2 separate regions of the Zea mays genome follow, and region 2 is linked to region 1. A link is a contact called in public Hi-C data. All regions are on one chromosome and are shown on one strand. The core of a region is the stretch at or near the end of the contact, and the rest is flanking DNA. Distances in the headings are between cores, read along the strand shown.

Region 1 (3,156 bases), core at 287-2,786:
GCAGTTACAGGAAAAAATTATGGTTATTTTCCAAGAAAATGACCCCCTTCAGTATTGTGCAAGAAAAATAAAATCACGCTGATGTTACTAGTACTGTTTGCTCCTGATTTCAGAGCGCCATTGCCTGATGCGGTGAAAGCCATCTTAGATGAGGGGATTAGCTTGTTCAAGATGCATCGGAGCAGGCATGGAAGGTATGAAACTGAAATGCATATTAATATTAAAACCCCCTTTTTAGCACGTTGTGAACAGTAAACAACACTCTGGTTGTATAGGGTCGAATGCCTTTGTTCAATAGCAGATTAACATTCCTCAAAAACAAGCAGACTAGCAGTATAACCCTTATTTTATACATAGTATTACTTCATATTTATGTCGTCGAGGGAATACTTTTGTCCAATCTTCAATCACACTTGTATAGAGAAGAATGTTCTCCAAATCCCCTTTTCTGTAGAAACAGTTAACCACACTTGTAGCAGTATTACTTCATCTGATGATGTTGACATAACTAGTGGTTTTCACATGTCTATATACATTGCCTGATGTTTTGCAAAACGATGTCAAATCAGAGCAGAGCCATCAAAAGGTTCATACGCTAAAGAATGGGCACAATGGGAACAAAGGTTGCGTGCGACCTTGTTTGGGAATGCTGATCATCTTAACTCAATTCAGGTAACCATATTTCATTTATTATTCGAGATTATAATGGTTGCTGAATGTTTATACACATTTTAACATGTGGGTCTACTACAAATCTACGATAACTAAGTAGTTTGCTGTAGTAATTTCTTTTACACTTTATATATGAGGACTCCAATAAGAACTTGGAGGTTGCTAGATTATGCCATACAAGTCCTCCATCCACCTCTCTTGCGTGTTAGAGAAAAAAAAGTCCGTCCACCAATGTTATGAATTAAATAACATTAAAAGAATTGTTTGCTTAGGCCAAGATAAGTTACTGGTAGATCAGTAGTCTAAATTGGCTCAACCTTATGTGGGAAAGGGAGCACCATACTAATGTTAATATGGTGTAGCAGTAGCATTTTCATTTTCATGTGATGTGCTTAATCAGGTCTTTCATTGGTCTACTATGCACTGATCTTAATCCTGTACACTTACACCACAAGGGTCTGTTATAATGGTGCAACTTAAGCACCCAGAAATCATGATGCAGTTCTGATGGTATCTATACTTTTTTTTCTAGGTTCCTTTTGACTATGCTGTGAAAGCAGTACTGGAACAGTTAAAAGCTGTTGCAAAGGGTGATCTCAAAACACCTGATACTGGGAAGCGGAAGTTTGGAAATATCATGTTTGCTGCTGTTCGATTAACCCCGCCTGATATATTGGGCCTTCTCCGTAAGGTAAGAAGTGTATATGCTCAGCTGCGCTGAGAAAACATTGTTCTGTATGTTGCTGTGAAGGACTCATGGTAGGTTGTCATTGCAGTGACGATGTTGCAATCTGACACTTGTCCTATGCTGCGTTACTATAACAGGTGGCAGAGAAGGACACGGCTGTCGACAGTTTTGTGAACAAGATAAGACTGGAGGACAACCTAACGAAGGTTCACGTCACCCTTGCCCACAAACGAGGCCATGGTGTGTCTGCTGTCGCAAGCTATGGCATCTACCAGCACCAGGAAGTCCCCGTGTCATTCAACGCATTGTACTACACTGACAAGATGGCCGCTCTCGAGGCACAGCTGGGAGCAGTAAACGATGAGCCGATCAATTCCAGGAACGAGTGGCCACATGCCACTCTGTGGACGGCTCCAGGCGTCACTCCAAAGGAGGCAAACATGCTGCCGCAGCTGGCTTCAGAAGGAAAAGCAGAACGGGTGCCGATTGACCCTCCCATCACCATATCGGGGGTGGTGGACTTCTACTGATTTGTCTCCTCGGTTTTAGGATACGGATGTGCAGAGGTGAAGGTGGAATAAAGAATAATTTGCTGCTGCGGGCCTTACGTTATTAGCTGATTGTGGACAAGACAATCGTCGAGTCTTACACCACATAAATTTTTGATACTATAGGACTGACCTGGACTGCTGCATTTCTACTTCCATGTTTTCCAATAAGTGCAAGATACCATCGATTTTTTAAGCCAGCACTTAGCACTAGAGGAGATAATTATCTGTATAGCAAGCACATCATTCTACTTTCTAGTGTATTTTTGAATTTCCAGAGGCCGTTTGACAGGACAGTTGACCAGAAATAAAGTTCGTGTTGGTGGTATGTTACCTTTATTTTGTGTACTTATTACAAAGTTGCAACACCGAATGCTTCGTTGACTGGCTAACATAATGCTGGTGAGTGGAAAACAGAATCAATTTTGAATAATGAAGCTGAAGGATTAGGACAGTGCTGAACACGTATCCGCGGTACACTTTTTCGTGGCTCTGCTGCTCCCACCCATTTTTCAACATGACTTCCTCTCCGGCTGACGGCTGGCTTCACTGGTTGGCTTGCTGCCCCGTCTCTAATCAACGGGATTGGAAATATATAGGGTGTTTGGTTTAAGGAATAATCTAGTCCACCATCTTATTTCTCACTTTTTTGTTTATTTGCGGAATAGATTGAGTTGATCCATCACCACCTCATTTTTCATATTTAGTTAGTTAATACTAATATAAGAAATGAGGGTTATCCCACTAAATTTGAGAAAAATTTGAGAAATAGGCTCATGATGCGTCATCTTATCTTGGATTGAGTGATTCTTAAAACCAAACATCTAATAATATCGCATGCTAGACATCCTTTTTTGTCTTTAGTATATTTTCTAATAACGTCTGAAACCATCCCAAGTCGTGTGGGTGATTGTCTAATCCTATATAACTTACCAAAGTATGTCACCAAACTCGATAGATCCCTACTTTTAGGCCTTGTTTGAATACACTCAAGTTAATAATTAACTATTCAAATTAGTTAGAAACATTTAAACAACCTCAATAATAATTCAACTATTAGCCTTTTGTAGATGAAACACCATAGCTAATAGTCCGATTAACTACTGAAAGGGAAATAGGCTTACACCTTTTCCTAATTGATTTTGGTGGTTCAATTGTCCAACACAAATAATTGGACTAACTAGTTTGCTTTAGATTATATGTTCTACAGGTGCCAAAGGTTCATCTACCACTATACTAAATCGGCTA
Region 2 (3,156 bases), core at 261-2,760, 90 kb after region 1:
AGCTTCTCCACGTGGTTGGTGGTGAACACGATGATGCGCTCACCGCCGCACGCGGACCACAGCCCGTCGATGAAGTTGAGCACGCCGGAGAGCGTCACCTTGCTGCCGCCCGCCTTCTCGTCCTCCTTCTCCTTGTCCTCCTCCTGCTGCTTCGTCGTAGTACCGTCCTTCTTGTTCTCGCCGTCCTCCTCCTTCTTGTTCTTCTTCTTGCGCTTGCCAGTGAGGTCGAGCGAGCAGTCGATGTCCTCGACGACGATGATGGACTTGCTGGTGGTCTCGATGAAGAGCTTGCGAAGGTCGGTGTTGGTGCGCACGGACGTGAGCTCGATGTCGTACACGTCGTAGTCGAGGTGGTTGGCCATGGCGGCGATCATGGTGGACTTGCCGGTCCCCGGCGGCCCGTACAGGAGGTAGCCGCGCTTCCACGCCTTGCCGACGCGCGCGTAGTAGTCCTTGCCGTTGCGGAACGCGTCCAGGTCGTCCATCACCTCCTTCTTCTTGTCCGGGTCCATGGCCAGCGTCGCGAACGTCTTGGGGTGCTCGAACACCACGTGGCTCCAAACACTGTCGGACCACAAGCTGGCGCATCAAAAATCAGCTCCGAGATCTGCCTGCCTAGTGCCTAGTGCCAGTACTAGCTAGAAGATTATATGTATTTACCCGTCCGAGTCCCAGGAGCCGTCGCCGGAGATGTTGGTGAAGAGCTTGCGCTGGCGGTTCTTGACCATGACGGCGCGCCCCTCGCGGCGGACGTGGGTGAGGTAGTCTCCCAGGACGAGGTCCCGGTGGCGCTCGGCGAAGAAGAGGCGGTAGAACCTGCGGTCGGCGCGCGGGGCGCGGCCCCAGAAGTAGGCCGGCGCGCTGTCCTCGCGCGGCGGCGCCGTGCAGGCCCGCCACGTGACGGTGGCGCCCCTGAACTCGTCGGTGATCTCCTCGTCGTCGTCCATGCTGAGCAGGAGGCGGTCGGGGTCCTTGTCGGGCTCGGCCTTGAGGTGGCGCACCCCGCCGCGGGCCTCCCGCGTGGCGCGCTCCAGGTACGCCTTGGCCTCCTTGAACGCGTCGCTGCGGCGCATGCGCCCGCCGTCGTACTCGGCGACGGTGACGGTGAGGTCCGGGTCCAGGATGGACGCGAGGCGGCGCGACAGGCGGCGGGAGTGGCGCCCGAAGTACTGCTGCAGCTGGAGGCCCTGCAGCGCCTGCCACAGCATGGCCCACACCACGGCCAGGAGGCTCAGCATGATGCCGGAGTTGAGGCCGCCCCACAGAGAAGATGCCGCCGCCGCCTCCATGATGGATATATATCCGTCCCCGACGGGAGCGAGTCCCTCGGAGCCGGAACCGAACGGATGCTGTGAGCCTTAGCTTGCACTTGCAGGGGCCACTGAACCCGCCGGCCTGCTCCGGTGCCGAGAGCGCTTGGCGTCTATTTATCTACATGGATGGAGAAGAGAGAAGAGATGGACTAGCAAGCAGAGGGCAAGGCAGGTTTGGCTACGTTTCAGGGAAGAAATTGCTCGGAAGCTTGGAACAGTTCAAATTGCCACCTTTTGGAATGTGCCGTGCAACACATATTATATACCTTTTGTTATTGCAATATTCCCTCGAAATTTAGGAGGCACCAGTCGGTTGCTCGTGCGTTGCGACGGCTTACAACAATACACATGTAAACTATCAATAAAAAAAACTTCAAGATTTTTTATTGATTGTCTCCGCTCTCCGTATAATATTTTTTTGATTTGGCTAACTGATGTTATTGTTTACTCCATCCAATATGTCTTGGTACAACATGACCAATGAAGTGAGCGATTAAAAGAGAGTTCACAACGACTGACTGAACGAACATAGATTATAAAATGACATAATTCCACCATACAGAGACCAAATAAGAGAAAGTTTGTGAGTAATTCACATGAACTCAAACTTATAAAGAAGATAAATCAAAATATGGAGTGATTGCTAAAGTCAGTCATCAATAAAAACTGGATGCGCTCCATACAAATTATGCTACTTCGTAGCAATTACTAACGTTTAAAACCAACAAATAACCTTTCATTTTACTGTTAGTGTGACAAATCATTGTTGTTCCATCCAATTCAGCAACCTTAAACACCATTGAGTCCATTCCGCCAATGTAGTCTCAGAAACGACCTAATGCTTGCAAGAGCCAATAACGTCATGCCGTGCTTGGGCTGTAGCCTCGGCCTGACACGATTATATATATTTTTATTTTAAAAAAACGTATATACATATATACAATTTATATTCAATATTAGAGACATCTAAGCATGATGTTCTACTGGTTAGTCAGCATGTCGGCATGACGTGCCTGGGCCAGAGTTGTGGCCCGCGGGCGTCTGACCCGTGCCGGACCTTTAACATTTTACGCTGATTTAATCAAATGGGCCGACGGGTTAACGGGCTGATCCGGCACAGTCAGCAAGTCAGCATGACGTGACTAGGCCAGAGTTGTGGCCCGCGGGCGTCTGGCTCGTGCCGGGCCACCGTTTAGCCATCTATAAAAGTATATCGGGTTAATTTAAAATAGTTGTGAGAGGTTATTTGTAAAAAAATTACGCGAGACGACCGTTGAAATCGATGCTTTAAGTATAGTATATATTTCCTGGTATATTTTAATTCAAGAAATCCAAAGAGCTCATCCACCCCATTTTTTAGATAACGTAATGAAAGGATCACGATGCCCAAGAGGGGGTGAATTGGGTTTTTTCTAAAAATCAACACTAATTAAAAACTAAGCAAGAGCTAAACAAGAGCCCAACTTCACCCCAACAACTAGCACTAAGATAATAATACTAGAAATACAATAATGCCTTAGACAATACTTCAAATACTTGCTAAACAAATACACAATGTAAAGTGCTTGAATTAAGTGTGGAATGTAAAGCAAGGTTTAGAAGACTCCAATTTTTTCCCGAGGTATCGAAGAGTCGGCACTCTCCACTAGTCCTCGTTGGAGCACCCGCGCAAGGGTATCGCTCCCCCTTAGTCCTCGCAAGAACCAAGTGCTCACTACGAGATGATCCTTTGCCACTCAGGCGCGGTGGATCCCTCGAGACCGCTTACAAACTTGAGTCGGGTCACCAACAAGATCTTCACGGTGATCACCGAGCTCCCAAACGCCACCAAGCCGTCTAGGTG

The links. Hi-C and Micro-C count contacts between places; a contact is called where the count stands out from the background.
Region 2: a Hi-C map of leaf shows a contact between it and region 1, with 7 times the contacts expected there. The contact joins the promoter of LOC100191940 here to the enhancer-like site in region 1. A contact is called at or near these places in 6 of 25 Hi-C or Micro-C datasets (bundle sheath, ear, endosperm and 2 more).

The regions. Positions count from the first base shown.
Region 1 is chr7:15,302,720-15,305,875 of Zm-B73-REFERENCE-NAM-5.0, forward strand. It overlaps LOC103632082 (tRNA ligase 1), which reads left to right. Exons shown (of 27, transcript XM_008653934.3): 24 at 114-194; 25 at 570-672; 26 at 1,205-1,363; 27 at 1,498-2,247. The coding sequence ends at 1,890. Among protein-coding and RNA genes, the nearest start is that of LOC103632083, 23 kb to the left of the region's middle. Within about 2 kb of position 1,537, at least 14 of the 20 cell types and tissues checked have an H3K27ac peak or open chromatin away from gene starts, as enhancers often do. A contact at or near this core is called in ear and leaf, where this site is marked.
Region 2 is chr7:15,392,516-15,395,671 of Zm-B73-REFERENCE-NAM-5.0, forward strand. LOC100191940 reads right to left here and starts at 1,511. Exons shown (of 2, transcript NM_001371776.1): 1 at 661-1,511; 2 at 1-564. The coding sequence starts at 1,289.